Linked DNA regions of Danio rerio: region 2 is linked to region 1. Evidence: chromatin contacts called from public Micro-C data. All regions are on one chromosome and are shown on one strand. Each heading gives the region's core, a stretch centred on a gene start, on an enhancer-like site or on the middle of the called end of the contact. The rest is flanking DNA. Distances are from core to core; before and after follow the strand shown.

What was found. Hi-C and Micro-C count contacts between places; a contact is called where the count stands out from the background.
Region 2: a Micro-C map of caudal fin shows a contact between it and region 1, with 3 times the contacts expected there. The contact joins the enhancer-like site here to the promoter of bhlhe40 in region 1. A contact is called at or near these places in 2 of 18 Hi-C or Micro-C datasets (caudal fin and an unstated tissue) and 1 of 4 datasets of contacts at active chromatin or transcription factors (caudal fin).

What each region holds. Positions count from the first base shown.
Region 1 is chr11:38,146,532-38,151,506 of GRCz12tu, reverse strand. bhlhe40 (basic helix-loop-helix family, member e40) reads left to right here and starts at 3,073. Exons shown (of 5, transcript NM_212679.2): 1 at 3,073-3,390; 2 at 3,489-3,552; 3 at 3,724-3,831; 4 at 4,202-4,325; 5 at 4,550-4,975. The coding sequence starts at 3,314.
Region 2 is chr11:38,206,878-38,211,852 of GRCz12tu, reverse strand. The region is part of intron 49 of itpr1b (inositol 1,4,5-trisphosphate receptor, type 1b); the gene reads left to right. Among named protein-coding and RNA genes, the nearest start is that of bhlhe40, 61 kb to the right of the region's middle. Within about 2 kb of position 2,647, at least 27 of the 62 cell types and tissues checked have an H3K27ac peak or open chromatin away from gene starts, as enhancers often do. A contact at or near this core is called in caudal fin, where this site is marked.

The DNA of each region.
Region 1 (4,975 bases), core at 1,824-4,323:
AATAAAGTTATAATATTTTTAAAAGCATAAACAGATGTTTATTAAAGTTTAATAAAGTTATAATATTTTTAAAAGCATAAACAGATGTTTATTAAAGTTTAATAAAGTTATAATATTTTTAAAAGCATAAACAGATGTTTATTAAACTGTTAACCCTTACTGTAGATTATGAGGTGAATAACTGTAAAATAGCCAGTGTTTTGCTGTAATAAAAGGAAAGTGTATTTTACTGTAAAAGTATTGGGATTTGTATGAAATTGTGTAGTGCGAAGAATAAATTACAGTAATTTACTTTATGTACTCATTACAGGTAGTAACTGTGACAATAAATAGTAAAATACTGTTAAACCATAACTGCCCCATCTCCTCTGATGCTTTATGTTGCTTTTTACAGAGAAGTGCATTTATATTAAGGCAGAAAACAATGATTTAGGCTTTAGCGCACACATGCACAGGATGTCTGTCTAATTGTAAATCCAAAATTGTTCCAAAATGTTTTCAGAAAATGTTGGCCCTTTAAAGGAAGCCAAGTGCTTGATTTGTTTACTTCTGAGTGTGCTCCATTCTTTGTCTATTAATTCAGATGCAGAGTCTGATGTTTTAGGCCTTAAATAAGAATGTACAATGTGTAAGTAAAATATGTTTAAATGTTTTTGAGGGTTTCTTAAAAAGGCTGTGTATTAAGTTATACTGTTGTCATCTTGAACTGTGTAGTTTGTTGTCTACATTGTTAGATAACTGGCAGTAGTGTTGCCAGTATTCTGCTGTTAAATAGGCTGGTGAGGTCTAACAGTTTACTAATTTAGTGCTAATGATAATATATTGCATGCATCACCGTGTTACTTTTTGACATGGTGATTATTTTTTATAACCTGCAGTGTTTGAAGCATCCACCAAAATGAAGAAACTTGTTTTATAGCTACATTTTAATAAATAAAACAGATTTGTTGTCTACAAACTGTTGTGTGAAAACAATTGTCTTGTTAAATGATAACATTATCATTTAAAATGTGGATTTCATCAGTGGATTGCAGGACAAAACTAAAATTATTATTAAATCTGAAATATTGATTTGGTCAAAATAACAAAGACGTGACATGTTTTCAGACAACACAATAAAGAAAATAAATAAATAAAAAGCAAGCGTTAAAAATAAAAATTATATTTTGCAGCCTGTTTAAAATATATTAAACCAGAGGATGTATTTATATAATAGTCTAAAATATACAGGGTATTAAAATGTAAAATATATTTCAATAAACTTTTTTAGGAATAAAATAGGCTATAAAACGAAAATACATAAGCAATAAATCCAGAGAAACTGAATAGGCTGTCCATGTGGTCTATAAGTTAATTTTATACATATCTCTCACACACACACACACACACACACACACACACACACACACACACACTGGATTAATTATTTTTACATTATTGGACATGTATCCAACAATAAATGACTATAGGTTGACACCTCAGTTATTTAAACAGCACTTCATAGTTTTGACTTCTGTCAGTCATGCTCCGCGCGTTGTTTACAGTCAAACAGTGTTGCCGCCATTGGCACCTTTATCACCAGCGCGCGCTCGTCTGGTCGAGCTCGAGCAGCTCGGCACTAAAATAAACCTGTGACGTCAGTCTCGGGGATTCAGTCGGTCCTCCGCCTCCGCCCTTTCCCTGCGCCGCCATGAGGAGTTCAACGTGACCGCCGCTGAGTACAACCGGCAACAACAAACTGAGCCGCAGCACGAGAGAGACACGAGCGCCTGCACGTTGCGCGCCAAATGCTCCCGGTGTGAAATAACGGCGCGTTAGCTCCCGCGCGCATCTGCTACTATTGTGTAACCATGACAACGGTGCCGTGCACGTTCATGTGCCAGCATCATGTCAGGGGAATTTGTTAATGAATACTTGCATTATATTGATGGAGCGCAACAGGTGTTCTGGACATTATTCATTTCACATCCGCTTCTGTCTAGAAGCTTCGGCAGGCTGCACGCACACATTTGGAGCCGTGTGTTGTGTGTTTGTGAAAGAATAACAAAATAATCCTTAATGCAAACACACCGAGCGATTTGGTAAATAAACTAAAATTTGAAATATGTTTAATGCTTTTTTAAAAATAAATATCCAAGATTAATGCATTTTTATGCAGATTATTTAAACAAAAATTAATAAATAAAATAATAAATATAATTTATACTTATACTTTATATTTAAGCAATATATAAAATTCAATAATTACAGCTGATCATATTAATAATATGTATGAGCACTGCATGATTATATTTATTATTTAAAATATTTGTATTATATTTAGTTGTTAAACACAAATTATTTAATATATTTGTATTGTTTAATGTAGTTGTTTATTAGCATAATATAGCTGATAAATATTACTTTACATTAACACTATTATTAATATAGGCACGTAGTTTAATATATTTCAAAAATATATTGGAATTAAATAAGTAAAATTGATCACATGAACAATGTGTGTGTTTGTAAAATGAGTTTCATGTGTTATATAACTCAAAACGAGTCTATGCGCATTCTTATATTAAGACTATAATAATTTATAATATGTACTGCTAATTTTGCAAAGAAATATATCCACAGACAGTACAGAACAGATAAAAATCCAAACACATTTTAATGATCTGATTATGTTTGTAATTCAGTCAAGAATAATTATGAAAATCATTTGCAATAAATGTTTTTAAGTATAATTATTCTTCATACAATACTCGGAGCCATGTCAACATTTGTATATATATCATCGTTTTAAAGTCAATCCAGGATAAGGCGCTCATTACACAGTGGACTAACAAGCCTCCGAGAGAAGAGCTGTTGTTCTGCGCGCAGAGAGAGCGAGAGAGAGGCGGGGGGAAAGAGAGAGAGATAGAGCGAGCGAGCAGCATGGTGGTACACGGGACACGGGAGGGCGGCGGTCTGCTGTAAATGGGTTGAGCTCTGAAAGCGCCGTCACACACGTGAGGCTCATGTGACTGGAGCTCGAGACGTGTCTGCAGTCACAGGGTTTATTTAACACGTACTTCAAATCCACCCACATACACTCATTTAACCAGCACCGGAGCCGACAAACGCCTCCTGCATCTCCACCTCACAACAACATCACTTCTGCGTCCTACTGCTGAGGCTTGAATCTGGAAAGAACTACTTCATTCGAGGAAAACACATGTGGACTTTGATAAGAGAATAACGGATTGTTTTTTATTTTTGTATCTACTTTTTGTTATTATTATTTTTGATTTACCCTATTCTTACACCAGTAAGACACTAGGGTGAAATGGAGAGGATTACCAGTGCTCAGCCTCCTCCGTGTATGTCCAAACACCCCTCGCTGGATATCTCTGACATGCAAGGGTAAGTCAGTCTCCTCAAGCTGTTTAGTGTGTGTGTTTGTGTGTGTCTGTGAACGCGACGCAGTTCTCTTATTGGCTCTATTTTACTTTATTTTATAGAATGGACTTTCCCATGTATGTGTATAAACCCAGACGAGGAATGAAGCGCAGTGAGGACAGTAAGGTACGAATGCGTAATTACGCACAAATATGAATGCGCACGCTTTTACTTATGACCTTTCTCTTATTTAAATGTATTTTGATGTTCTAAACAAGTGCGCAATTTGCCTTTTATTATTTTTTGCTTGTTTTTATGCATCGAAGTTAATATATAGTTTTATCTGCTGACCCCCAGGATACGTACAAACTGCCTCATCGATTGATCGAGAAGAAAAGAAGAGACCGAATAAACGAGTGCATCGCGCAGTTGAAGGATTTGCTGCCCGAACACCTTAAACTCACTGTAAGTAATATGGGAGTGGATGGGCTCACCTCCTCACTATGTTGTAGTGTAAAGCGCCACCTGCTTGTTGATCATGAATAAATCATGTTTGTCCTGCTTTTGGATTAGTCACGCTCCTACAATGTGCTTGATTTATATTTTATTATATAAAACCTTCACCTTTGGCATTCTGTATCTGGCATGTTAAACAAGGCGTGTTAGATTGTCATTCGGAGAATTTGAATATTTCTAACACGCACATGTGCATGCACTGGTGAGCAGAGAGGAGTGTCTTCATTCCTGCTCAGTGCAGGTTTGTCCTCTCTGAGCTGCTGCGGAGAGCGTTACATAAGAAAGATCAACATGCTTATCTGGGTTCTTCCTGTTTTAGACTCTGGGACACTTGGAGAAGGCTGTTGTCTTGGAACTCACACTCAAGCATGTGAAGGCTCTTAACAACCTGCTGGAACAGCAACAACAGAAGATCATTTCCTTGCAGAATGGATTGCAAATCGGTGAGTTTTTGATAATACCAAAAGGTCGGCACATCAAATGTGTGACCATGTTGCAGGAAGTGGCCCCGCTGAACTTTTCACCTCCCCTCCCCTTTCAGTTGTTTTCGAGTGCATTACAAAATAAAGAAATTGAGACATGCTTGCGCAACACAAAGAATGATCTGGCCTCAGGGAGTGTTGTGAAGGAAAACTTGGACTTGTTCTAATTGTTTTGTTGTTTGCAGGCGAACAGGGAAATGGGCCCTCAGAAAACAGTGAAGAGATGTTTCGTTCCGGGTTCCACTTGTGCGCCAAGGAGGTTCTTCAGTTCCTGGCCAATCAAGAGACCATGCGTGACCTGACCACTGCTCACATAATCGAGCACCTTCAAAAAGTGGCATCTGAGCTCATTCAGAGCCCACCGAGTCCTCGTCTGGACGAGCCCGCTCCCAAAGCTCAAGAGAGTCGGGAGAAACCATCAGGCCTACAGCCAAAGGCTGCAGAAGGTCATGCTAAAAACTGTGTGCCTGTCATTCAAAGGACTTATCCCCACAGCAGTGAGCAAAGCGGGAGTGATACGGACACCGACAGTGGCTATGGGGGTGAGTACGAGAAGCGTGACCAGAAAGCTCAGCGGCCGGACTGCTACGTAAAAGAAAGCGGGGCTCTCA
Region 2 (4,975 bases), core at 1,398-3,897, 61 kb before region 1:
TTTTGTGTATTTACTTTATCAAAATTGTTTACATAAATTGCAATCAATATTATTAATGATACATAATATGGTATCATTTTATAAGAAAAAATAATAGTAATATTCAAAATATAGGATAAAGATTGTCAAATTATATAATATTTACTTATAACATTTATATTATTATATATAACATGCAAATGTATATAATAATAATTGTTATTATTTTACATCATTTTTATTGTTAAATTATTTATATAAATTGCAATCAATATTATTTATTATATAATATATAATATTTACTATGCATTTTTATTTCAATGTTTTTATAATAAAATCATTCATTTATTTTTATTTCAGCTTATTGCCTTTATTAATCAGGGGTGGCCACAGCAGAATTAACCGTCAACTTATCCAGCATATGTTTAACACAGCAGATGCCCTTGCAGCTTCAACCCCTTACTGGGAAACACCCATACACATAAGACCAATTTAGCTTAGCCAGTTCACCTATAGCGCATGCCTTTGGACTTTGGGGTAGCACCTGAAGGAAACCCACGCCAACACAGGGAGAACATGCAAACTACACACAGAAATGCCATAGTATAAATTATATATAAATTAAATTAAATATATAACAAGATATAAATAATTTAATTCAATGAAACAAACTGTATAATTTTATATTAGATTTGACATGTTTATGATTAATCATTAAAAACCATATATTTAGATCATTTTTATGGCAGACTATTAATACCATAGACTCGCCACATGAGCTTGAGGTAGTTTTACCTCTTTAATATAACTTGCAATATGAGAACAATTCAGAATTTATAATCTATTTGCTATTCATGCTGTCTAGCTACAGTAATCACCCCTATTACATTAATGTTGTTTGACAGTATTGCCATTTTCATTGAGGCCCTTTCAGAGTCACTGGTGTCTTTATAAGCACATTTAATAGCAATCATCAGGTCTAGAGAGGATTATTCCAGCTCTTCTGCAGAGTTCAGTACAGTATGTGTAAGGGTCAAGTGAGAGGCCCTGCAGGATTCCTGTGTTTGCTTCCCTCCGCCATTCACACACTTCAAAAGTAGGTCAGTGTGTGTGTAACCTCAATGTGCAGGAGATCAGGAGCTTTACAGTCAAAGAGCTGCATAAAACCCCTTCCCTGTCCAGTGTGGAGATGGAACAGTTACTGTACATTACACAACTATTTCTGTGCAGCCTGAGAGACTGATGTTCTTTTGGAGTACTGTAATAAACCTCATATTGTTTATGTAATGCTTTATTCGCTTTTGACCTCATTTTCATGACTTTGAGGCTTGGTGTGGTTTGTTTATTTAGTTAGTTGATTGTTTTTTGAGATTTAAAAAAATATTTAGTAGTTTTATTTATTATTGGTTGCACTGTATTTTATTTAGTTTTTAATTTTTAATTGCAGTTTTTACTTTTAATTCCAGTTCTGTTCACAATATTGAGCTCGCTCGCTCGTTTTTCTTTCGTCCGTTTATCCGCTAGCTCACTTGTTTACTCATTCGTTCATTCGTTATTTTTTTAATTTAATTTAATAAAAAAAAAATTCAGATCATCATTTTTTTATTTTATTGTGTTCAGAATATTGAGCTCGCTCGCTCACTCACTTGTTTGTTTGTTCGTTCTTTCGTTTGCTTGTTTATGTTTTGTTTTTGTTTTTTTAATTAATATTTAAAGTTTTATTTATTTTTTAATTTAATTTAATTCGTTGTTTTTGTTCGCTCGTTCGTTCATTCGTTTGTTCGTTCATTTGTTTCTTTTTCTTTTTATTTATTTTATTTTTATGTTTTGAGATCATCAGTTGTTATTTTATTTTATTGTGTTCAGAATATTGAGCTCACTTGCTTGTTTGTTCGTTCGTTTCTTCGTTCGTTCCTTTGCTCACTCATTTATTCGTTATTTTTTTATTTAATTTTATTTATTTTTTAGATCATAATTTTTTTATTTTGTTTTATTGTGTTCAGCTCGCTCGCTTGCTCACTCATTCGTTCGTTCGTTTTTTTGTTTGTTTGTTTTTTTTTCATTTTATTTTTAAATTCATTTTTAATTAAGTATTTAAATAATTTTATTTTATTACATTTTTAATTAGTTTAATTCATATTTTTAATTACATATTTTAATTTTTTTATTTGTTTGTTCACTTTTTTACTTGCATTCTTGCTTGTTCGTTCATTGGTTAACTTTTTAAATTTTATTTAATTAAATCTTTTTTTAGATCATCAGTTTTTAATTTTATCATTTTATTTCATTTTGTTTTACTGTTTTACATCTCAATCTGACCCAATTAAAGCCAGATTATCAGATTCTCCAAACTTTATCTTGTGCTTCATTCAAAGACAATGATCAAGAATGTTGCATGATCAATGCATTAAATCATCAACTAACAAAAAATTCAATCTCATCTCGCTTTAATTTGTTATTTTCAGCTTTATATTCAATTTTTTAGTCCTTGCGTGTCAGTGTTTAGGTTTGTATCAATGAGCAGAACAGACTCTTTGACGTGGGTTTGTAGAATGGCTCTGAACCGGATTGTGCAGATTTCCAGCTCGTCGATCCAAACCGCAGCTCGTCTCTCAGCCGTGAGTCCGTCCTCATACATCTTTCAGCCGTGGTATTTTTAGCTCGCCGGGTTATGTAACAAGCACCTGTCATGTGGTCGACTCGCAGGCGGGAGAGAGAGAGAACCATCCTGCAAATCCAACTGACCTCATTTTTCTTCTCTGCACACACACACACATACACACACATGCTTAGCAATCCTACTTATGCATATATACACATAAAGACCTTGCTGTACAGTAAGTTTGAATGACACACACCTTGATTAGGACTTAAATGAGGATTAAAAAGGTGGTTGATGGAAAATCTTGATCAAACCTGAGCGTATATTCAAATATGTCACTCTGTCTTTGTTATGTAACTTTTTTTTTCCAAAGCATTTTCCCTTGAGGGCTTGAATGTGCCTCAACATGTTTAACAGGTGAAACTGCAAATACTTTAGGGAATCCAGTTTAGATCTTTTGTACAGAAGCAAAGTTTCACATCATGGGTAATGATGTTAAATGTAATCTTAGCATATCATCTGCATTTGCAGCTAAAAATGAAAGTGCTGTGTTTTTTTTTCTCCCTTTACCCTCATGACTCTTCTGTGAAATACAGTTTTCATTAATATACAGAAATATGTATTTTTAAATGGACTTGGCTTGCAAAATAACCCTATAATAGGGTATATGCAGGCTAGTGTTTCTTCTCATGCTGATAAACTTCTGGTGAATTGTTAATGTGACTTTTTTAATTTCATACGGCTCCTTTTGCAGAATTGATGTTGTAATGTTATTAAAATACAATCAGTTAAATAGACTTCAGTGTTCATTTAGTTTTTCAAGAGTAAAACGAGATGAAACGCTGTTTACACGCATGCACCCGTCAGGATCAGCAGGCTAGCACAGAAACTCCATTGAAAATACTGAGGTAAAATAAATGGTCGTATTTTAAGGACATGACATGGAAAAATGTCATTAAATGCAGTGTTTCTTATACATTCTGAGACCCACTTTATGTTGTATACCAATCAGGCAGTAAAGATACTTGATGTTTAAAAGAAAACAGACCTTAAACGCATTGATTTTGTAACTGCATACAGTGCACCAGAAGCACTTGACCCAGGTTACAGACAAATTAAAAGTCCTTCCGCATACTTCTGCATATGCCCTATTGTGTGCATTATCTTAACATTTAATTCCAGTTTACAAAAAAAATTGCCCAAATATTGTTCAAACCAGTTTGACTAACTGACTTCTGTGGAAAACACAAGATTTTTTTGATTGTGTTCATGCTGCATGTTTTTCGATAGCAAGGCAAGTTTATTTATATAACACAATTCATACACAATGGTAATCCAAAGTGCTTTATGTAATCAAGTATAAAAGAATCAAGAAAATAAACATGATTCAAAATAATTAAAAACTAATTAAAATGTGTTAAAACAGGGTTTAAAGGAATGACAAAGAAAAGAAAGACATACATACATATGTTTTTTATTATTAAGGCAAAGTTTACACTGCATGACTATCTACAGTGGAATTCAGGCTAGACTAGAATATCGCAAAAGACGTGCAGATAAAGCAACGTTTTCATCCAATGAGTCAAAGAGAACAAAATCATCACTTCCTGAATAACTGGCACTAAATATCAAAAGTAAAAACTAAATTTGCTGTGGTAGGAGAAGCTGCGTGAATCTTTTCTTTATTTAATTAGGCTACTTGCGCCTCTGAAGTCGTTGTGAACACGCAATGAACACGTGATGGCATTTGAAGGGTTGAGACACAGAGCACAGACGCTCTTTACTATTCTGGAGGTATTTATTAATTAAATAACACTACCACTGTAATGGTTAAGGCATTTTAGAATGACCGAAACAACATTTCAGATGTTTTACAGTGTGCTCAGCCTGCTGGTTTCTCCATTCACACACTTTTTTTTTATCATTACATGGTTTCTTATAACAAAACCGCATTACTTTTTTTAATGCGTATACTGGAATATGTTCTGTAAAGTGTTTTCATTGTAGTTCATGCTAATTTTTTTATCCCATAAAAAGTTTATCCTACTCAGTTACGTGCATGTGTTTTTTATGTGCTATTTAAAAATGTATGCACATGTTGGCATTTCCATCAACCGTTTTTTTATGTGCATATCCAAAAGGCCCAAAAATAGGTGGATGGAAGATAGCTAATGACTGTCTGTCTTATAAACACACACAAGAAGTGATAAGATCATTTAAGTTCACATGAAAGATTGCAAATGATAGCCTGCAAGACATTTTTTAAATAATCTGCCATTCATAATGTCCGTGGGATGAACGCTGATTTACAGCAAAAAGGGGGAAAAAAAGATCATAGAGGAGGAAGTATTTGTTGAGATAGAGAACAAACAATGTGTGTTGTGCAAAAAGAAA